4 separate regions of the Mus musculus genome follow, and all the other regions are linked to region 1. A link is a contact called in public Hi-C and Micro-C data. All regions are on one chromosome and are shown on one strand. The core of a region is the stretch at or near the end of the contact, and the rest is flanking DNA. Distances in the headings are between cores, read along the strand shown. Region 1 holds the start of Usp47 (ubiquitin specific peptidase 47). Region 2 holds the start of Galnt18 (polypeptide N-acetylgalactosaminyltransferase 18). Region 3 holds the start of Mical2 (microtubule associated monooxygenase, calponin and LIM domain containing 2). Region 4 holds the start of Dkk3 (dickkopf WNT signaling pathway inhibitor 3).

Evidence for each region. Hi-C and Micro-C count contacts between places; a contact is called where the count stands out from the background.
Region 2: a contact with region 1 is called in a Micro-C map of embryonic stem cells, with 2.7 times the contacts expected there. The contact joins the promoter of Galnt18 here to the promoter of Usp47 in region 1. A contact is called at or near these places in 4 of 39 promoter capture datasets (the 3T3-L1 cell line, 3T3-L1-derived adipocytes, epiblast stem cells and 1 more), 8 of 484 Hi-C or Micro-C datasets (the HL-1 cell line, cortical neurons, embryonic fibroblasts and 4 more) and 2 of 115 datasets of contacts at active chromatin or transcription factors (bone marrow-derived macrophages and cardiomyocytes).
Region 3: a Micro-C map of embryonic stem cells shows a contact between it and region 1, with 2.7 times the contacts expected there. The contact joins the promoter of Mical2 here to the promoter of Usp47 in region 1. A contact is called at or near these places in 7 of 484 Hi-C or Micro-C datasets (CD4 T cells, cortical neurons, double positive thymocytes and 2 more), 3 of 115 datasets of contacts at active chromatin or transcription factors (effector CD8 T cells, memory CD8 T cells and pancreatic cancer cells) and 3 of 9 other capture datasets (adipose tissue, liver and pancreatic islet).
Region 4: a Hi-C map of nephron progenitors shows a contact between it and region 1, with 2.5 times the contacts expected there. The contact joins the promoter of Dkk3 here to the promoter of Usp47 in region 1. A contact is called at or near these places in 7 of 39 promoter capture datasets (the 3T3-L1 cell line, 3T3-L1-derived adipocytes, the HPC-7 cell line and 3 more), 1 of 15 datasets of contacts at CTCF or cohesin (pro-B cells), 17 of 484 Hi-C or Micro-C datasets (the Ba/F3 cell line, CD8 T cells, the G1E-ER4 cell line and 11 more), 8 of 115 datasets of contacts at active chromatin or transcription factors (the 230-238 cell line, the HPC-7 cell line, the NIH/3T3 cell line and 5 more) and 1 of 9 other capture datasets (liver).

Annotation. Positions count from the first base shown.
Region 1 is chr7:112,020,516-112,025,844 of GRCm38.p6, reverse strand. It overlaps Usp47 (ubiquitin specific peptidase 47), which reads right to left and starts at 2,339. Exons shown (of 29, transcript NM_001357952.1): 1 at 2,099-2,339. The coding sequence starts at 2,137. It also overlaps Gm3960.
Region 2 is chr7:111,777,141-111,782,469 of GRCm38.p6, reverse strand. Galnt18 (polypeptide N-acetylgalactosaminyltransferase 18) reads left to right here and starts at 2,493. Exons shown (of 11, transcript NM_001360903.1): 1 at 2,493-3,157. The coding sequence starts at 2,923.
Region 3 is chr7:112,222,907-112,228,235 of GRCm38.p6, reverse strand. Mical2 (microtubule associated monooxygenase, calponin and LIM domain containing 2) reads right to left here and starts at 2,400. Exons shown (of 26, transcript NM_001193305.1): 1 at 2,215-2,400.
Region 4 is chr7:112,156,126-112,161,454 of GRCm38.p6, reverse strand. Dkk3 (dickkopf WNT signaling pathway inhibitor 3) reads left to right here and starts at 2,324. Exons shown (of 8, transcript NM_015814.3): 1 at 2,324-2,489; 2 at 3,037-3,272. The coding sequence starts at 3,060.

The DNA.
Region 1 (5,329 bases), core at 1,090-3,589:
GAGAAGCCCACATATTTGGTTTAAGAGATCACTAGCTTCCTTTTGGGATACAGCCCTGGTTAACTCAGAAGCAAATATGGAAGTAGAAGCAACCTGTGAATGAAGAATGAGTGAGGCTGACAAGTAAACAAACAAACAAACAAAACCACTATCTGGCTAGGTAAAGAAAAAGTCTGCATTTCAAGAGCACTTCGGTGTATATCCCAGGAAGCAGGAACTGTGGATAAAGTACTGAAAGCCAGGAACAGGAAATAAAGCATAACATCCAGAAGGAAAAAAAAGTTAGGTTCATCTGATAAGGGAGATCTCCTCAGATAATCGAGAGTTCAATCGTCCCGGAGGTGAAACTAGCATTGCAATATCAGTTTTTAAAACAACAGGTAAGTTTGTGCAAAGCAGGATATGTGCACATCTCTATCAGGACTTCTACAAACCGAGTCATTAATATAATATTATGCAGGGTTGTACTTGTTGTTCTATTTTCTAAATGTTGGAAATTAAGGGTTAATTTTGTTTCTTAAGATTGGAAACCAGCACCAAAGGAAATGAAGGTTAGCTTTCTCGTAAAACCTATTCCTTCCTTCCTTGTTACTTAGTACAAAGTTCAAAATGCCGGACTGGACCATAGGAGGACTCACATTCCCGACTTCCTAACTCTCAGTTGTTGAAACTGTTCCAGAGGCAAGATCTTTAGTTCGTGCTTATCTGCTGTACTGAGACTTAGAGATGTCTGACAGATAAAATACTGACACACACACAACTCAGCCTTAAACAGCAAACAGGCACTCCACTGAGTTTGATAGCACACACTTTTAATCCCAGCATCGGGGGAGACAGACAGGGAAACCTCTTAAGAATTTCCAGGCCAGCTTATCTACAAGTGAGTTCCAAGCCAGCCAAGTCTGTACTTCAAAGTCCACATAGTAAGATCCTACCTCAAAACGGCAAAACAAAACCCTAAAAATCAACTTATTATCCATCTAAGGAAAGATGGGAAATTTTAACTATTCAGGTACAAAATAAAGTCACTTTGCATTGTGCCAGGGGTTGTCTGTGTAGCAACAAATTGCTACAATTAAAAAACAAACAAACAAAACCTAAACATTTAGGAATCCGAAATGATCGTGTATAAATATCAAGATCCTACCATCCTAATTTCAACTTAACACTTGGCATCTATTTAAGGTATATGAGATATAAAAGTCCAAAGCATTAAGCCTGACGACCAGCAGTTAAAAATACATGTTTGAATATGCTGAGGATATTTATAAAGCCAACGGACTATTAATATGTCGAAATCCACTGGCCAGTGCAGGATTCTACCTTTAATCTTCTACTACTGACTGTTCAAGGGAAGCCAAGAAGTCCGGGAGTCTTATGTCACTCGCTTTTAAGAATTTAAGTCACCCAAGTTGGCAACACCAGAAAAAGACCAAAATTACACACAAAAACAACGTTTCGTCTCTCCATATGGTGAAATTAACTCGGCTATCTCTTACCCTCCCGTTCAAGCCCCACTTAACTACTTTTTCAACGATCCTGGGTAGGCCCCATTTAGGCTGGCCGATAGTACTACGAAGTAACAGGAGGGGGAATGGAGGCTGGGGGGAGGGGGGTGGGGAGACCGACAACTCTTTAACAGTTAAGTCTGCCCTCCCACAGATCTCAACTTAGGTGTCGATTTCACAAGCCCCGTAAGCTATACGCTGTCAAACCCCAGAAGCAGCACCGTCACCCCGTCCTGCCCACGGGCAACTGTTCCAGAATGTTTTCTTTGAAACGATCTCTCTTAACTCTCTCGGCTCGACGTGTGTGAAGTCTGGACTTCAAAGGCCACTTTCTCTCCGCAATACTCCCCCCCACCCCCGGGAGCAGAACCCAACTCCTCGGGTCCAGTCTTTGATGCGTTAGCCCCTCGCAGCCGGAGCTCTCCCTCGGCTACGTGGCCCCGGGAACCAGCGGTCTCCAACTGCCCGCCGCGCCCACCGTCCACCCGGCCCCACGCCTGCCCGGCCCTAGCCTTGCCTCCCGCTCGGGGCCTGCACGACTTCGAGCGGACCGCAGGCTTCGGGCCTAGTCTGGCCCGCCGGCCCCTCACCTCCTTCGGGACCAGTTGGTTCTCCTCGCCGGGCACCATCGCTCAGACTCCGACCGCTCGTCTCCGCCCTGCCTGCGGGGGCCTGGTGGAGGTGGCGGCGGCTGTGTCTCAGGAGAGAACGGCAGCGACAGTCATCCTCCCAGCCGCCTGCGCTCCAGCAACTGAGGAGGCCTCCGCTCAGGCCTTAGACACCAGCGCGCAGACACCGACCCAGGGCGCCGCCGCCGTCGCCGCTGCTGCCGCCGCCGCTGCCGCCGCCGCCGCCGCCCCTCCCCCGGCCCGCGGCAATCAATGGAAAAATGGCGGCCGCCGCTCTCGCGAGAATTCAACGCAGTGGGCGCGCGGCCCGGCGTCTGGCGCCTGGGGTATGCAGGCGGCCGTCGTGAGCTCGGGATCTTCTCACCTCTTGCTCAGCCCCGGGGTACGCCGCGCTACGCTGGTTGAGAGCCGGTGTAGGCGCTTTTCACTACGGGGAAGCCGGTCCTCCCATCCTCCGGCTCCCTCTGTCGGCCGAGGGAGGGACGAGGCCCCTGCGTCACGAACGAGCTCCAGTTCAAAGCCCCCCTTTCAGCCCTGCAGTCCCCAGACTCTTTCCTGGTCTCCAGCGACCCCGCTGCAGCCCCACTTGAGGAACCTTTGGCCTCGAGCTGGTAAACAACGCGCCTTGTAGAGAAATCGCCTTTCTGGCTTTCGCCCTCAAGGCTCTGGTCCTCGTCTGTCATGTTTTCGTGGCCGCCCCACTCTCCTTAGGGACCTCGGTGCCCATCAGCTAGCCCCTGGAGCCCCTTAAAGAGGGGTCACTACACTTAGAGGTGCTCCCCTGCACCCTTCTGGGTGGCTTGCTGTCATCCTCCTACAGGGCCAAGTCTGAGGGAGCCTTTTGAGAGCAGAGCTGTGGTGCGCTTCAACCTGTGCTGTCCTTTTGAATATGTTTTTTTTTGTAATCTCCCCAGACGGTAAATACCATGTGTTTGACCAAACAAATCTCCTATTAGTCATTTTCCTTCACCGCACTCCTTCCATTATGAAGACCCAGTGAGACGTCTTTCATGAAGACTTTTGGCAAACTAGTCCTCTTACAGCCTGCTGAGTTAATTCCATTGTGCCATGTACCCAGCATCCACAGCGCCAACTCCTTTACCTATGCTATTGGTTCGCCAAACTTGTTACTATTGAACACCCCACACCCAAGAAAAGCTCTCTATACAGTTATGTAAGATTTATTAGAATTCTGCTATTTGTGGCACTGTAAAACATCTACAAATTCTAAAAATTATAGCAAAGACAGACATTTAAAATAAACGAGATTTTAAGTAGTAATGGTATAAAAAAATCCATTAACCCTACTGAAAATATTTAGTGAACGCACTCTGATTGACTAGGTTTCATTAGTTTTTTAAAAGCTAATTCTTTGTGAAACACTTATTAAAATATCTGATTCAGTGTTCAGGTTATTTCTGTACTTGGCTTTAATAGCTGTCATAAGCTGAAAAAGGTAACCCACAAAGATTTTGATCCTAATGGAAGAAGTGCATTTTCAACTACTATTACTAATACAATGCTCATTTTTATCTGTTTCAGCTTCCAGCCATACAAAGGGTTTTGTTGAAATTCAGCTACTAATTTTCCATCTTTCCTAATGTCAACTAGAATTTTTATGTTTTAACAGGTGGGCTGCAGTGGTGAAGGACTTTCCAAGCATACAGAGCGTTCCGAATTCAATCCCTACCTCCTTCTCCCAGAACAGTCAAATACCTTCTCCCAAAACAATCAACAAAATAAAAACAAAAATCCAAGTAGACTAAAAATTCTTTAAATACACTACTCAGATTTCTGAAAAGGCCAAAAAAGTCTGTCTTCATGTTTAAGCATACATATGATGAGTTTGGGAAGAGTGTTTAATTTTTTTTATTTTTTATTTTGTGTGTATCAGAGTGTACATGAACCACAACCATGCAGCTCACAGATGTTGGAAGAGGCACCAGATGCTCTGGGATTGGTGTTATGGGCAGTTGTGAGTCACTTGGGTCCTCTGTAAGAGCAACAAGTGCTCTTAACTACTGAGCCATCTCTTCAGCCTTAATATGTAAATGTTTGAAACTTCATCATAGACTTTTAAGAAATACTGCATCAAGATTCTCTTGACTATTGAAATGTAAATTGTTCTAAAGGTGAATAACTCAACTTGCATATCCACGGTCCCCCTGGCTGGCACATCTTGGACAAAATCACAAAGTGGGAGTATGTCCAAATCTGTTTCACGCATGCCATTTCCATTTCCTAAGTGAGCTGGTTCTCTAGAAGCCTTGTTAGAAGTTAGGTGCCATTCTAGTTTTCCTTTTTTTCCTTCATGCTTACACTCATGACCTCTTTCGTGAAATCCTTTCTGGATTCTTTCATCTTGGTAAAAGTTGATTTAACGAAATAATAATATAGCAAGTATCTTAGTCAGGGTTATTATTGCCATGGTGGAGCACCATGTCCCAAAGCAACCTGGCAGAATAGGGTTTTATTTGACTTATACTTATGCATAGTCCTTCATTGAAAGAAGTCTGGTCAAGAACTCAAACAGGGCAGGAACAGGTAAGAGCTCATGCAGAGCCCCTGAAGGAGTGCTGCCCATTGGCCTACACTCATGGCTTACTCAGCCTGCCTTATAGCACCAAGACTGCCAGCAACTCACAGTAGCTGGGCCTTCCCCCATCAATCACCAATTAAGAAAACACCTTGTATATATATAGTCCAATCTTATAGAGGCATTTTCACAATTGAGGTTCCCTCATTTCAGATGACTCTAGCTTGTGTCAAATTGACATAAAGCTAGCAAACATAATGAGAGAATTGACATGGACTAAATCTTAATATACCAAGAAGCAATAAAGTGAAGAACCCCTGAACTATTACCCACATTGCAGAGAACATACTTTTCACTTAAGAATAGTGAGATGCTGATGTTGATCTATGGACTAAATATTGATAAGGTTTAATTTTTTCTTGTTTATTTATTCATTTAATTTATTGAGATGGATGTCTCAAGAAGAGAGTACAGCACAGGAATACAGTAGAGTTCCTGGAGAGCAGTGCAGTGGAGTTGAGAGGGAGAGTGGAGCAGCACAGAGACGGAGAAGGAGGCAGTTTTACCCCCAGAGTTTTCCAGAGACAGATTGAAGAGAGAACAAGCTAAGTAAAGGCAGTATGAGCAAGAGAATGAGAAGGAGCCAGAAGATTAGA
Region 2 (5,329 bases), core at 1,244-3,743, 240 kb after region 1:
ACCAGTCTCCATTCCCTTGAGTGCCTGCCACCCTACTTCCCATAATGCCAGACCAAGACTAAAGCCTTCCACTACCAGGGTTTATTTTTCCTGTTAAGCCCCCAAGTTCTCTTGGCACTTCTGGCCCCATGGCTTTACACAGTGCTGCCATCTGGTGGACACATGTGGCCACTGTCAGTTCTCTCTGAGGAGTCTATTCCTGCCGAGAATGTAAGGGATTGATGGCCAAACGAAGATTCACTTTTCTTAATGGTGATACCAAAGACACTTTGAAGAAGGCTTAGCATTGATGGCATAGCGGTGTCTCTGGACATGAGGATAAGAACCTCTATAAAAGGTGAGTCATAGCAGGAAGTGTCTTTAATCCTACTACAGAGGCAGAGGCAGGTGGGTCTTTATAGGATCAAGTCCAGACTTGTCTACTTGTTTACATAGAGAGTTCTAGCTTAGTCGGAGCTACATAGTGAGAGTCTGTCTCAGAAAACAAAATACCCCTCCCTTCCCCACCAAAGACTGCTCTCAAGTCACATCAAGGGGACAGTAGCTTCTTCAGTGTACAACATTCAGTTTATACAGGACAAAGCCACCAGGACTTTCAGTCCTCATGTCACCTCTCGTGGTAGGAGTGGAAGGAGACAGTAGCTTCAGATTCTCAGAATAAGTTTCAAGGACCACTTGGCATCAGTTGGCTCACATCGACTATCTGAGGAATTTTTCAGTTCTGATGCACATCAAGGGGCCTGATAGTGAAGCTCCCGGCAGGACTTATTAAATGGCAAAGTGGGAAGACGCTTGGGGTTAGACGAGTGACATAAGTGGAAAGTCGAGAACCTCCTTGGACTGAACAGCTCTCCATGCTTAGAAAAGAGGCCCCCGATGAGACTGAAGCCTACACCGCAGCCATAGGTCTAGAGCAAACTGGGCAAGTGTCCCAGGCAACTGGTCATTTAGACAAAATGTCAGGAACTTGCTGAGTTCCTGTTGAGTTGAATACAATTGAACTGAGGGCCAAAGATAAGAATCTATGTTCAAGAACCATTTATAAAGGGAGCTTGCAGAGATACTGGGGCCTTTGACCTTGTAATTCTGCAGAGGGTGGTGAGTAAATGCCTACACAAACCCCTCCCATGCCCCTGTTTCTAACCAAGGTTTTGGGGATCTTGAGTTGGAATCTGAGGGTATGTGGGGCAATCAGGCCCAGCAGCATTCCTTCTATCAGCCCCTGTGGCTGAATTGCTGATGGTAAAGAAAGACATTCAAGCAGAAAGCCAATGAGGTGGAACCAAGCCAGCTAGAGGACAAGCTCCTTCTTGCTGCCCACAGCCTTAGACTCTGTAGCTTCCAGTAGGGGAGAAGAGCTGAGAGTGGTCAATAGAAAAATCAAGGTTTGCTGAGCAGCCAGGTGGTGTTCTTGGACCCGGGAAGGGAGGAACTGCATCCTGGAATGATAACCACAGGAGCCTGGGCACCCACTGTGTGTCCTGTCCTAAGCCCTTTTGGTATATCCTCTCATTTAATACTTATAAGCAGGAAGGTATTGTTGATATTTGATAGATGGGGGAAATGTCTCTTATGGTGTTCTGACCCTTGCTCAAGCTCATGTAACTAACACATACAGGAGCATCAAACCCAGGAGCCTCTCTCTCTCTCTCTCTCTCTCTGTGTGTGTGTGTGTGTGTGTGTGTGTTTCTACATCCTCTCTCCAGAAAGGCTCTGTCGACCACTTGATAGCCATGAACACTGAATGTGTGGGAATTATACAAGTCATGGAGAATTGCATCCTCTTGTCCCAATACTGCGTATAAGGCTTCCTTAGACGTGGGGTGTAGTGATATCCATAAGCAGTAACGGCTCCCAGAGCATGAATTCGTCCAGGGAGCTGCATAGTGCATAGATGTGACCAACGATTGCAGAGACACCCTCACTATTCACTATGCCTCTCCTAGAGATTTCCGGAAGGCATTTGGTGACACCCGGGAGACCAACAGAGAGAGGCAGAGTAAAGGCTCAAGAAGCATAAGGTGTGGACATTATGAGGCCTAGCCACTTGTATGGTTTGAGTCTCCATTATCAAAAAGGAGATGGAGGCGAGGAGTCCGTTTTTTCAGGTGGAAAAGCAGAATGCCCTCAGTTGGGGAAGGTGAGGGTATAGGAGCATCTTGGTCCCCAAAGCTTGGGCTTCTTAGCGGGAGCGCGAGCGGGGAATTACTCTAGAGGTGGAATCTGCCGGCCTGGGCGGGGACTGGAGGTTCCTGATCTGCAGGCCCTAGGGTGGCCCGAGGGCGCGGGAGACTCAGCTGTGTCCGGACCGGAGCCTGCTGCCAGCAGGTGGGGCGCGGGGCGGGGCTCCGCCCCCTGGCCCCTCCTCGTTGGTCCGCAGCCGCCCAGTCCCGACCCTTTTCCAGAGCCAGAGCGCGATTGGTGGCGGCGCTTGTCGCTCGGAGGGGGCCGGGCCGCTCTGCTTCGCTCCTCTGGTCGCAGCCACAGCCGCGGTTCTCCTGAGCGGCGAGCGGAGGGCTGGTGGCATCTCCCAGGCAGCCAGCACTGGAGATGGAAAGCAACGCGGCTGGGCCCTGGCAGTGACAAAGTTTCCCAGCCCTGCAGGTCTCGTCTCGCCACTGCCGGCCACCCGTGACCGCCTAGGGAAAAGCTCGGGGATTTTGAATTTGCGGGGGAAAAGCCCAAAACAAAAATCTAGACCCACCTCGTTTTCTTTGTGGAGCTCTTTCTCAGGGTGGCCAGCGGCCGGAGCTGCAAAGTTGTGCGCCGCAGCTCACACTGCCAGGAGACCCGCCTTTGGAGAGACTTAGGTGCTGGCGCACCCAGAGACCCCAGACGTGCCAAGGGGGTTGAGCGCGGGGGAGTTTGGGGTGTACAGCGAGGAGGGGCCCCGGGTGCTCTATATGGAGGAAGGACCCCAGAATGGTGTGTACCAGGAAGACCAAAACTTTGGTGTCCACTTGCGTGATCCTAAGCGGCATGACCAACATCATATGCCTGCTGTACGTGGGCTGGGTCACCAACTACATCGCCAGCGTGTATGTGCGGGGGCAGGAGCCAGTGCCCGACAAGAAGCTGGAGGAAGATAAAGGGGACACCCTGAAAATTATCGAGCGGCTGGACCACTTGGAGAATGTCATCAAACAGCATATCCAAGGTACAGGCGTCCTGAGAAACTTGAGCCAGGCGCGAGGCCCGGGAGTGCCCAGTGTGTTCTGCTTGTGGGATGCGCTGGGGCCAATGCGTAGGAGACCAGCGATTGCAGGGAGGGCTATAGGTTGGCAGCTACGTGGTTGGAGGGATTGCAAGGACTGGTGTCCTGGATCTTTTGTGTCTGCCGCCCTGTGAGTCTTCCCTGTGTACGCGTGTGCACAGGTGGTGTGTGTGTGTGTGTGTGTGTGTGTGTGTGTGTGTGTGTGTGTGTGTCTGTGTGTGTGTGTGTGTAGCTTGCTGTCAGTATGGGGACGCGATGTGCACGTGTCCAAACGTGCGTATGATTCCAGGGTGCTCCTTTCCAGGATCGCAGGATCTCACACTAGTCCGGGAGTGTGTCTGACTGGATGTTTGTGCTTCCAAGAGAGAATGTGAGGGCAAAAGAGCTTATTTGCCGGGCTTGTAAGGGACAAGAGAAATGCCTTGTATGACTCTAACTGTGGGTTTTAAGGAGCAGCAAGCTTCAAGACAAATGCGGAGTAGAAAATTACATCGGCCCAGTATTGGCTCCAGCCTCAGTCAGTCTCAGTAGGACTGGGACTGCAGGGGGCATCTTAAGTAGAAAACTGTCCCCACCTAGAGCACACCTGCCTATCCAGGATCCTCCCCTAAGGAGCAGGTGTCAAACCCAAGAAGCAGCTTAGTCCACTGTGGTGGTGTTTCTTCTGTTTCGGATGGAGAAAACCCACGCTGGGCTGCGGCTTTACTTCAGAGCCTTCCGGGTTCTAGCAAGGCCAATCTGCCAGGACAGTTACCTCAGTTGCGGAAGCAGGAAGCAGCCACAGCAGAGCAGACAAACCCACAGGAGCTGGGTCTGAAATCCAAGGCTGCAGTGGGTGGGTGTCTCCAGACTGGGTCCAAAGAGACAGTAGGATATAGAGAAGTCTCCTGCTGTGACCCGGGCAGTGTGAGTATCAGAGGGAAGGGATGGAGCTCGGGGCTCCTAGAGTAAGGTGTGCTCACAGGTGATAGCAATCTGGATTCTCCCTGTCCACCCCAGGTGTCCCCTGCTTTCTTAGACAGGGAGGCTTCTGACCTATAGGGCCCAGCGAGTTTACCTGTAAACCTGGCAGGCCATCTGAGCTACAGGCTGCCTGCTCTGTTTACTCAGGACTACTCTGAATTGGTGTGCTTCCCACATGGCCAGATCGACTCCTTCCCTGGGGAGGTTCCGCTGAGGGCAGAAAGGTGACACAGACAAAGCAAGCACTTGACTTTGAGGGCCCCTAGAAGAGGGACCTTTGGAAGCTCTTACTTCAGACCCACCTCTGTCTCATCCCTGCATTGAGCCTGACAGACCAAACTGTGCCATAGTGCCTGTTGCTGCCATTCTTACTGGGTTTCTATCCCTGGGGTCAGACTCAACGTTAGTCAGCAAGAGAAGTGCACCCTTGATGTGATCTGGGAGATGGACTCAAGGCTGCACCTTGCTCAGACATCTCCAATGTACACACAGATTTTAAGAGATCTTCTGTCATGTATCCACTGTGTCTATGTGTTCAAAAGGATTCTCCCGTTCTTTTCTATCTAGTCAGGAAAGAAGCAAGCAAGGGACTGCTTCAGGAGTCATTTCGAGGATTTCATGAACTCAGGAGCTCAGCACTGAGCAGGCCCTCTCATGTTCAATGTGGGCCATGCCACATGACTTACAAGGCTCCACACAAAAACCATCGTGGAAGTTGGGGATAAAAGAGAACACTTGTAATTTTTCTACCAGGAAGACCTTAGCACTTCCGAATGCTGACCTGATCAACTGGAGGAGAGATGTTCTAAAAAAGAAAGAAAGAAGGAAGGACCCTCCTCAGACTGTGTTAGTCTAGTTGTACTTTGGACAGTAGGAAATTAATGAATTATGAGGACAGGGCCAAAGCCACTACCTGCAGAGGGTGAGGCAGTGACTTGGGAAAGGCTAGGCATGAAGCAGACAGATGGCAGAGGCTAGCTGGTTGCTTGTGCTTTAGTAGTGTTCTGATGAAGACAATGCCCTCCAGGGCTCCAGAACAGCCCCTGCACTTGGGTTTAGGGCTTAAATGTAAGAGACTTGTAAAGTCTGTGAGATCAGACCCTGCCCTTGAGGATGTGGGATGTTTCTGTAGATCTACTGTCTAAGTCTCTT
Region 3 (5,329 bases), core at 1,151-3,650, 200 kb before region 1:
TGGCCTCAGACTCACAGAGATCCTTCTGCCTCTGTCTCCCAAGTACTGAGATTAAAGGTGTGCACCACTACTGCCCTGTTGGTTTTGGTTTTTGAGACCACTGTAGCTGACCTAGAACTCATTAGATATACCGGTGTGGCCCCAAACTTTCAGCAATCCTCCTGCTTCTGCCTCCTCCAGGCCGACGTTACCACATATCCACTCCTAGAAGCTGGAATCATCATGAGACTCTAGAGTCTGCTGGGACCAGTAGCAATCTCTCTGTGACTCACTTCTCTCACCCATAAAATGGGTGTGGCCCCAACTACTACAGAGGGCTAATGTGGAGGTGCTCATGAGGTAAAGAATGAGCAGTCTCGGGACACTCTTTCGGGCTCTTTAAAGGAGAAGGGACTATTAGCACTCCACAGACTTGGGTTAGCCATGTTCAATCCAGGCTGGGTTGGCCCAACCAAGACCTCATCCAGGAAGGCAGAACCTCTACCATTCAGCAGTGGAGAGTGAGCAGAGTCAGGCCCATGCCTGGAAGGCAAACCCAGATAGAGATGAGGACGTGGTGGAGAGAAACCACTACCTTCCCATCACAGGATGGGAGGATCGGGGCTGTTCTCTGCAGCTCCTAGGAATGGGGCTGTTGAAACTGTAGGTTACCATCACCCAGCAAACAAAAGAAGCCAAAGCCTGCCCCACCCCACTGCAGAAAGAACAACCCTGAAGTTCCTAAGGGTCAAAATTATTTCAATGAATTCAGTTCAAGATCACTGGAAAAGCCAGGCCCACAGAGGTAAAGCCAATGGGAGGAGACTTTCCTCCAAGGCAGCATCACAGTCAGTCCCTCTCATCACAAAGAACTCAGCCAGAGCCCCTCTGCAGGGGACTACACAGTGAGGAGCAGCTCGCAGCGCATCCCGGCTTCCTGCGGTCCGGCCAAGCACCTTGTGCTTTGCGGTCCCCAGAATCTCTCAAAGGCCAGGGGCTCCAGACACATGCGCCCAGAGCTCCTTCCCACTGCCACAGGACAACTGGTGGGAAGCAGGCACAGAGTCAGGACTGCTTTCCGGATCCCTAAAACAGAGAGGACACAACACAAGCTTTTGGGGGAGAAACTACTGGGATCCAACCTGTGCCCTCTTCCTTGTGCCTGAAGAAGGCAGCACTGATCACCTTTGAAACCCCTGGGACATGAACAGGGGCTATCCTGGTGTCCCACGCTTTAGGTCCACTGCCCCCACCCCCACCCCTCGCGGAGATTGCTGGCACGCAGAGGACACAGGTACCTGAGAACTCAGGAGGCAAATGCGGAAGGCCAATTGACCTCCAGCTTTCTTCTCTCCGGGTCTATCCATAAGGGCTACTGACTTTATCCTCCCACTAAACCACCTAAGACATAGTGGACAGCGAAAGGCCTTGCAAACGAGAGCTCTTTCCGCTTTAGAAACCCAGGCCCAGAATAAACAATGTGGAAGGAGACAGGAGAGTACTCTGGTTTCAACACGCCTCTTCCCGGTCCAGTACAGGCCCTTCCCAGCTCCGCCGGTGAGGGTGAGGCTAAGACTGAGGCTGGCCTGGGATAAATTAACCCCGCCCTCTCCGAACAGCTGCAGCAGGCAGAGGCTGCAAGGGAGACCCCAGCCCAGGGCCAGCTAGCCACTGACAGAGCAGGACACGAGGGTAGGATGCTCCTGGGCAGGGACAAGCACAGGCTGTCAGGGGTCCCAAGCTAGAGGGAACAGCAGCGCAGGACCCTCGGAGCGTCGCCACCGGCCAAGCAACCAGCCCGAGTTCCAGCCCGCCGCTGGCCAGGCCACTGACATTTGGCCCAACTTCCTGTTATCAAGGAGGGAGGAGAAGAAAGGAAGCAGAAAAATATAATAATAAAATAAAAATAAGCAAGGCGCTCTGTTAGAGGATGGGAAAGGTACGGGAGCCTAGATCGCACAGAGCAAAGTTTGGGGACGTTCCCCTGAACGATGACAGGCGACCCTGCTGCTGAAGGGCGCCTACTATGCGCGTGTGTTGGGTTTTCTGAGGTTAGAATGACAGTTTTGATTGGTGAAGAGCCCACGGCGCACCCCGCAGGTGGGTCTGAGATCCCGGACGGAACTGCCGCACCTGACCCTCCGGGGCGTCCAGTAGGGCGCGGAGTCCAGCCGGGACTGGCACAGTCCCCACCCGCTCCCGCACACCCCGGAGCCTTCTCCCACTCCGTCTTACCCAAGGTCTCGCGGGCCTCCAGGCCTCAGGTCAACACCTGCCTTTCTTGTCCTCTGTCTGAGGGCGCAGAAATCCGGGACCCAGCGGGCCGCCTGCCGAGCCCGGAGCTAGCGAGGCGGCCCGGCGCAGGCTGAGCCGGCCGGGTGCCTGCGGTTCTGTGAGCCGCGGAGGATCCGATTGGGACACGCCTCCATCGAGGTTCGGCCAATGACAGGGCCTCCGAAGGCGAGGCTCCACCCCATGCTTGAGACGCGCGACCAATGGTCATGCAGCGCGGAACCCACCCCAGCGCCCTCCCAGTTAGTACCAGGCTGGGGGTTGCTGTCACCATTGCAGCTTCGGACGCACGTGGGCTGAAGCCCTGCCCTAGCCGCTCCCACCCTGGCCACAGGTCGAAGACCCAGCCCTGGGCTGCTATGAGACGAACACCCGGCCTTGGTGTTCTGGTGTCCAGGGAGAGGGGAAAGCTGGGCCTCCCGAAGCTTTGCCTAGGCAGCTGGAAAGACAGCCTCACTGTCCCTTCTGGACTGGAGGGAACAGCAAAGGACTTCTAGGACTGCCTGGCCTTCTTGGGCCCTCATTTCTTGCTTTTCTGCATGCAATCTTCCTTGCTTGGGTCTTCTCTTGAACTGGCCTTGCTTGGGCTAAAGCTGTGGGAAATGGGGTAGTGACACAGACCAATCGCACTGACTGGGTCGCTCGCACTTTCTCTTTCTTGGCTGTCGAATGGCTAACCCCTGTTTCTGATCGCTTTCATGAATGACCATGCCTCTCACAGTTTCAGCGAAAATTCTGAATGAATGGTTCGGGCTCGAAGTCCTGAGAAATTCATACGGACACTGCGACAGCAGTGAAAATAGGATTCAAGTGGACTGACTCACCCCTGGGGCCCGCAGCCCATCATTCAGCTTGGCCCAATGCAGAGTCCATAAATGTTCTTGAAACTGAGCTGACCCAGCGGGAGGAAAGCAGGCAGGCTTGGGCGGCGAAGGCAAACAGTACCATGACTCCAGGCTGCTGGAATTCCCCGGGTACCACCCTCTGGAGAGCATGCCCCTTGGCCAGGCAAGTGCAGGCAGCAATTCCTCCACCCCCAAACCTGGGGCCCGTCTTTTTCTATACTCTTTGCGTTTCCATCATCCAGGCCTTGGGGTTTCTCAGAGTTTGCCTCTCAGCGTCCTTAGGATTCACTCCACTTCTGTGGATGCGTTTTTATACCTGGTACTCAACCCCACTCAGTCTGCAAAACTCATCACTGACTCTAAGAGGGACAGTACTTGACTCTGGTGGGACTCTAACCATGTCACCACCAATCAATGAACACCTTCCATGCATCATCTCATTTAAACCCAGACCTAGAGATTGATCTTTTCAATATCCTCATCCCCTTTCACAGATGGGGGAACTGAGATCTGTAATACAGAGTCATTTACCAAGACCGTGTGCATATTAACGTGTCTGTATTTAAACGGGGAACTGATTCCAAGTCAACATACACAACCGTGAAGTGAGGCCTCTATAGCCATTCCTGGGCCTCCGAGAACCCTGGACTTGTAAGATCTCTAGAAGAACTGCCAATTGATCTGAGCACACTATAGAGCTCACATCTGGCTGCTGTCAGGGAAAGGCGACCTGAATGACCTGGCCCTGCCTTTTTAAGTTATTACTTAATTAGGAAATTGCATGACCTCTGTCCACAGCTTGGCTTCAGTGGGCAAGGCTCATAGCTACTTGGCTGAGCCCAGGCAGTGTGGAGATAGAGATGGAGGAGAAGCATTCATTCATTTAACCAGCTGTCACTCTGGAGCAGGTGCCCAGGTGACTGAATATAGGTGGCTGTGGGGGAGGCATAGTCCACGTTATTCTCTAGTCAGCCTCATGGTCTGACACAGCACAACATTCTGTCTTCAGATCAAAACAAGCCTGACGTGCTCAGGAGCACTGTGAGCCAACTAAGCAATGATAGCACTGCTCAGAACAGAGAGTTCTCCAGACAAGATTTCAGGGTGTACTCTAGGCTGGTCTCCATCACTGTGTACTCCACGATGACCTCAAATCTCAACAATTATCTGCCTCATCCTCCCAAATGTGGAGATTACGTGCATGTACCATAGGTCTGGGCTAGGACAGAAGTTCTGGCCGCTCAAAAGTAAGGTTTTACAATACTTCCCAGCATCCTTTGTACCTCTCTTGTGCCGTCCACCAAGTTTTTATCTCATGGAGCTCTTGCTAGGTAGGTGTGGTGGGCTGAGTTGTAACTCTGAAATAGAGCAAGCCTGGCCATTGAGGAGGCTGACTATGTAAAGGAATTATGTAAGGCTTGTGGCTTTTTGAAAGACTGGGGATAGGGGTGTCAAAACTCAAAACTCAGAGCTGTCAGTATAGGATGACCAGCTGGATCGGGGAGACATATAACTTTGCTTCAAAGAAAGCATTATATTGTGTTAGGGAGAAATAGGATGTGGCTCCTTTCTTAAGAGATGAATGAATGATGCAGCAGCCCCACTCTCTGCATTTAACATTAGTCACTTCCCCATCCTGCTTTTCTAGGATACAGCTTGAGGAGGTTGCCTGGGAGATACAGATGGCTACTTAGCATCAGAGGGAGGGAGAGAAGGAAGACCCAGATTCAGCCCTAAAAATATCCTCATCTCCAACCGAAACAGTAGCCTGCGCAATTCCAAAGCAGCCCCAGCCGGTGGCCCTGTCATTATCAGCATCCACCTGACCACTTCCAAGGATGCTGCAGAGAGAGACCAGGACTGCCTTCCCTAGTGCCAGCCTCCCAGTGTGCTAGAAACAAGGCTGGTGTGGAGCCTGGAGGCTGCCCCCAGGGACATTTTCCTCAGAGCACACTCTGGGGTCTTCCCCTTGCTTTCAAGTATTCCCTCAGCAGGGCTGACACAGAGAGTGTGTGGTTCCCAGGCTTTTTCTAGAGCTGACATCAAAGTGCCTTGGCTTTCAGGGGAAGAGGAAAGCTGGTCTCCACGGAGCACAGTGACCTTGTCAAGTGATGAAAAGATGCTGATGGGCCCAGGCTGCCTTGACAGCCAGCTATCTTTGGAGGACTTTCTAAGCCAGGAAGTGGGAGCAGAGGTGCCTCCCTCGGGCATAC
Region 4 (5,329 bases), core at 1,075-3,574, 140 kb before region 1:
TGGTCAGTAGTAGACCTAAGGTGGGAGTCAGGGCTCATCTGAGGAGATCCTCAGTATTTTACAGCCACATAGAGGGCTGGATAGCAAATTTGGCCTTTTGCAGTTTCTCACTCGATGCCGGATCTCTCTCTCTCTCTCTCTCTCTCTCTCTCTCTCTCTCTCTCTCCCTCTCTCTCTCTTTCTCTCTCTCTTTCCCCCCAGGTCAGCTTTCATCTCTGTTGGTGAGTGAACACTGATGCACAGTGACAGGCAGGACATCTAGAGCCTAAGTAGAAGGCTCCTTGCACAGGGTCAGCCATCTCCAGCAAGCTAACAAGCAACTGAGCAGGGCCTTCCAGACACCCAGGAGGGCAGAGCAAAGCATGCTGGGAGGGAGCTTTCCTTGGACTCTATGAGTCTCTACTTAGAGGCCTGCCAGTTGAGGAGTGGCTGGGTGTCCCATCTTGGCCAGAGGCAGGTCTACGTCACTGAGTGGTAGCCTGGCCTTTCTGAGTCTTCATTCCCATTCTCTGCCTACAGAACAGGACGGACATCTCGAATCAATGGCAAGCAGTTGCCTAGTAGGAAGAAGGCCTCAGGGATGCCTCCTCTCAGCGGCCACTGCTGTGGACTCAGGTGTATGGACATGACACAGCAGTCACCATCGCAGACACTTATTTTCTATGTTTTCCCAGGGAAATTGCTCATCTTCTGCTCCCAGACACCTCAGATACTTCCCAGCCGAAGTGTAGCAAAGGAGTATCGTGTTCAAAGGTAGTAGAAGCTCTGGAGGTGGCTTACTGGGTTCAAATCCCCATCTAACTCCTTGTTAGTTTGAGATCTTAAGGAAGGGTTCTTGTTTGAGACCAAAAGGCTTAAACCTTAAAAGGCTGCTGAGAATTCAATGAGTAAAACTTAATAAATAAATTAAATAAATAACTAATTAACTAACTAACTAACTAAATAAATAAATAAATAAATAAATGGATAATGCTTGTCACTATCCACGTCACCGTAGTGCTGTACCAGCAGCTATTGCTCTAACCACCCCACCCCACTTCGTTTCTCAGGGATCAGGTGTGTAGGCCTGGAGCCCTGCAGATACAACCAAGCTCCTGGTTCCTCGTGGGTGGCAGGGGAGGGGCTGGTGAAGAGACTCCAGTGAGTCTGTGACCTGTGCTAGCTACCCCAGAGGACAGATGAGGCATGTTCCAGTTTGGCTTTCTGTTGCTGTGATAAAGATCATGATTAAAAGCCACTCAGGGAGGAAAGGGTTCATTGCGTCTTACAGGTTTATACTCCAGCATCAAGGAAGCCAGGCCTGGAGCTCAGGACGTGAGGTAGAGCCAATGGAGGAAGGTCACTGTCTTTTGCTCTTCTGGCTTGCTCAGCCACTTTTCTTACACAGCCTTGGCTCAACTGCCTGTTGGTGGTATCACCCCTAGTGGCTGGGATCGCCTACATCAATTAGCAGTTAAGAAAATGCTGCAACGGACAGACCAAACCAATGGAGGCAGTTTCTCAGCTGAGGTGTTTTTTCCCCACGTGGCTCTAGTTTGTGTCAAGTTGACAAAAAATTAGCCAGCACAGGGAAGAAATGAGAAAAAGATCAGGAGATGCGGAGAGGGGGGAGGGGAGGGGAGGGGAGGGGAGGGGAGGGGAGGGGAGGGGAGAGAGAGATGTCAGGGAAACTGATGAGGAAGAATCAGGATAGATAAAGAAGTGGGAGAAGGGTTTTCGGAAACACTTTTTAAAAAAATTTTTAATTTAATTTAATTTTTTAGTACCCCTTTTCTAGGCACTGAAGAGATAACTGTCAATAGACCAGGTTGCTATCTCAGGTACACAGCCCATTTTCAAGCCCTGACCCCTCTTCATGAATCGTGCGTATTAAGTAGGAATTACATGTACAGCTGTAGCCTGCAGCATACATCAAGCTACGTTACAGACCATACTAGTTTGGCAGTACTGGGACTGTTGGTGTCCATCCTAGCTACTTTGCTATGTCGCCTGTCTAGGGACTTGCTGACATTCTGTTGACCCATTCTCATGGCCAAAAGTGGATTTTCCTGGCTGGGTACTGTCTAGACTACCTTGTAATGGCTGAGGGGCTGGGATTCCATCCCTTAGGACTGCGTCCAAGGCAGAGGCAGGCTTAGAGCTAGCAAGGTGAGACTCAAGAAGGCTGTAAAATGTAGTAGAAGCCTGGGCTATCGCGGAGGTAGGGGGCTGCCAGGAAGAGGATAGATTCCTGCAGACTGGCCCTCCCAGGATTTAGAGGCTGGAGTGAGCTGAGGTCGCAGACGGCCTGGAGAGCGATTGGCTGTGCGACCGCCCCTCCCGCCGGGCGGAGGCGTGGTGGACTGGGGGGGCGCAGGCTGCAGGCTTTCTGGATACAGGCGCTTTTGCATCCTAGCCGCACACAGTGCCTCTCCAGCTGCTCTGTGGCAGCCCAGCTACCGGTCGTGACCAGATCCAGCTTGCAGCTCAGCTTTGTTCATTCGAATTGGGTGAGCGGTGGTCATCGTCGTGGAGATAGCCCAGCTGGGTCTCCCTTAGTTAGAGATGGGGGGCTCCATGCATTTGCATCGCGATGGGAGGAGGATGAACTGGGAGGAGGGCTCTGCTGATCTCTGCTTGGGGCTAGGAGAGGCTTGAGCCTGTGTCAGGGTCCAAGAGATCCCAGTAATAGAATTGATGGGGAAATAGTAAAGGAAGGGACGGGACTCGAACCCGTAGTCCAGATAATGTCTCCTGATTCGGGCAAGTGGTCTGCTATTAAGAGTAGAAGACTTGAGTTCCTTGGTTCCGGAGCTGGGGTTTCCATAAGCGTGTCAAGTGGAGCTCTTCCTGGGTACTAGAACGGGGTTTGGGGGCTTAGAGTGCAGAGGGCACCCAGGCTGGAGAGGAGTAGTGGTCACCACTGTTTCCAGCAGGGATTGAGTCTGGGAGGGGGCTGGGTATCGCTCCATCTGGGGGCGGGCAGAGCAGCGGGGCGGGGCGGGACGGGCAAGAGGGGTGGTCCTGCAGTCTTTGATAGCTTTCCGGGACACACAGGCGGCGGCCAGCGCGGAACAAACATGCAGCGGCTCGGGGGTATTTTGCTGTGTACACTGCTGGCGGCGGCGGTCCCCACTGCTCCTGCTCCTTCCCCGACGGTCACTTGGACTCCGGCGGAGCCGGGCCCAGCTCTCAACTACCCTCAGGAGGAAGCTACGCTCAATGAGATGTTTCGAGAGGTGGAGGAGCTGATGGAAGACACTCAGCACAAACTGCGCAGTGCCGTGGAGGAGGTGGGTGCACCCTGAGGGCGCCTGGCTCTGAAAGTGCGAGAATGAGAAAGGGAGTGGGCCGGGGGCTTGGCGGGGGTGGGGTGGGGGGGATATTTCTAGCGATGGTTGCAGCACTGGCCAAAGACTTGGCTTTGTGCAGAGCTGGAAAAAAGGCCTGACAGCAGACGTGGAGTGCCCTGAGTGCAGCGCTGGGTGATTCTTACTCTCAGCCGGTTCTGTCTGCCTGCCGAAAGTCTGAATGCATCCCTGTCCAGCAAGGGAGGTTTGGTGGAATTCTTCCTAAGGAGCAGGAGCCACTGTGTCGCAGCTGGCTGTCCCCTGTTGGAGCTGAGCTGAGGTTGGGGCCACTCGGGTGTCTCAGCGCAATGGGTTTGCAGAGGCTGGGGCAGCTGCAGACAGCTTCAAGTTCCAACGTGTCCCTTGGGCATTGAGCCTGTACCATCTTCCCCAAGAAACAGTCAGGACGCTAGTCATGCGGAAAAGAATCTTGAGCTCTGCTGGCAATCTGTCTGGCTCCCTTAAATGTGTTGTGGGGCAGCGAAGGAGGACTAAAGTAAGTCCTAAGACCATGCCATAGTGAGTGGTCAGAAGGGAGGGCATGAGGGTGTTCACAGCAACCCTATTCACCTACACCCAGTGGGTTTTGGAGACCAAGGTTCAGATTCTCTGCCACTCAACAGTAGGTGGACCGTGGTCAATCATTTAGCAGCCCGACCTCAGTTTCCTGTGAGAATAGCCGAAGTCCCAAAAAGTTTGGCAGATGAGAGCCAAACTTTGGTTCCTCATCTTCCAGGGGCCAACACTTTGCATGGCACCCTGCTCTGTTTCCTAAAATGGCCTCCAACCATGTTGAAAGTGGCCTGAATCTTCTTGATCAGCATATTAGGCTAGCCGTCCTTGGCACCTAGTGAGATGGGGATTTGGATCTGAATGGAACTAGCTATTGCAGTGAACAGACAAGTGGGTTGGGTGTTTACCATCTCTATTGTGGTAACCACCTTAGGTAGTTCTAAATGTTGGCCACCGCCTGCTGGAATAGGTTGATTTCCCCTCAGCCTTTCGTCCTTTGGGTGTATTTTGCCTTCCATTCCCCAAGCCAGCCTGATGACTTTGCAGGGAACACTGGGTTGGGAGGCAGGGACACGAGCAGACCCCTGAATATCTACCAGCCAGGCCTGTAGGTTTTCTGAGCTTATGGAATGGTTTGTGTGTAACATAATTGAAGGAGGGCAGTCAGCCAGACCCCAGCAGCCCCCAACTCTGTAGCTGTAGATTGCACGGAGCTCCTGACCATTCTCGCTCAAGTCAGGGCTCCTGCTGTCCTTACCTGGGTTGTAGGACCCCCCCCCTCCCCCCCCCCCCCCCCCGTGCACATGGATTTCCAGGAACACTGACAACAGCACTTCCATGTTTTAGCTCACTGGGAAGTGCCCATCACAGTTGAGAAGGTTTATAGCAGGGCTCTCTGAGATCTGCGTCCAATGAGGACTGCTTGGTTTCTGTGGCCACAGTGCAGCTTAGGACCCCATCGGATCTTAGTGCCGCACTTTTCCCATGGAAATTTTTATCATGGCTCCACTGCTGCTCATCTGGATACATTTCTGCTTCAGTTGCGCAGATTGGCTGCAAACCAAAGACATTGATCGTCACATTTAACAAAGTCAGTGGCCTTTTCCCTAGATTGTCCTCATGGGCTGTGGCGATGGGAAAGGGGGCATTAGACAGTGGGGACCAACTGCCTTTCATTCAGTCCCAGCACTGCCATTAATTAGTGATGGGATTCAGGGTCCAGACTGGAGAAAATCTTTGACACACCTCTGGATCAAAGAGAAGATTCTAGAAAAGCAAATTACCTGGTCAAAAATTGGTATAAGAAAAGCAGGTAGATATAGACCAAGTGTCTTCCTCATGAGGTCATTATAATTAAGGACTGTTGGGTCTCAGGAAATAATGGCTATCATTATTGTCATAGTAACACTGGTGCTGTGGCCAGGGTTAGTAGTACTTACCTGTGTTGCAGCCCTTGGGAGGTTTGAGGTCAGCCTGGGCTACACAGT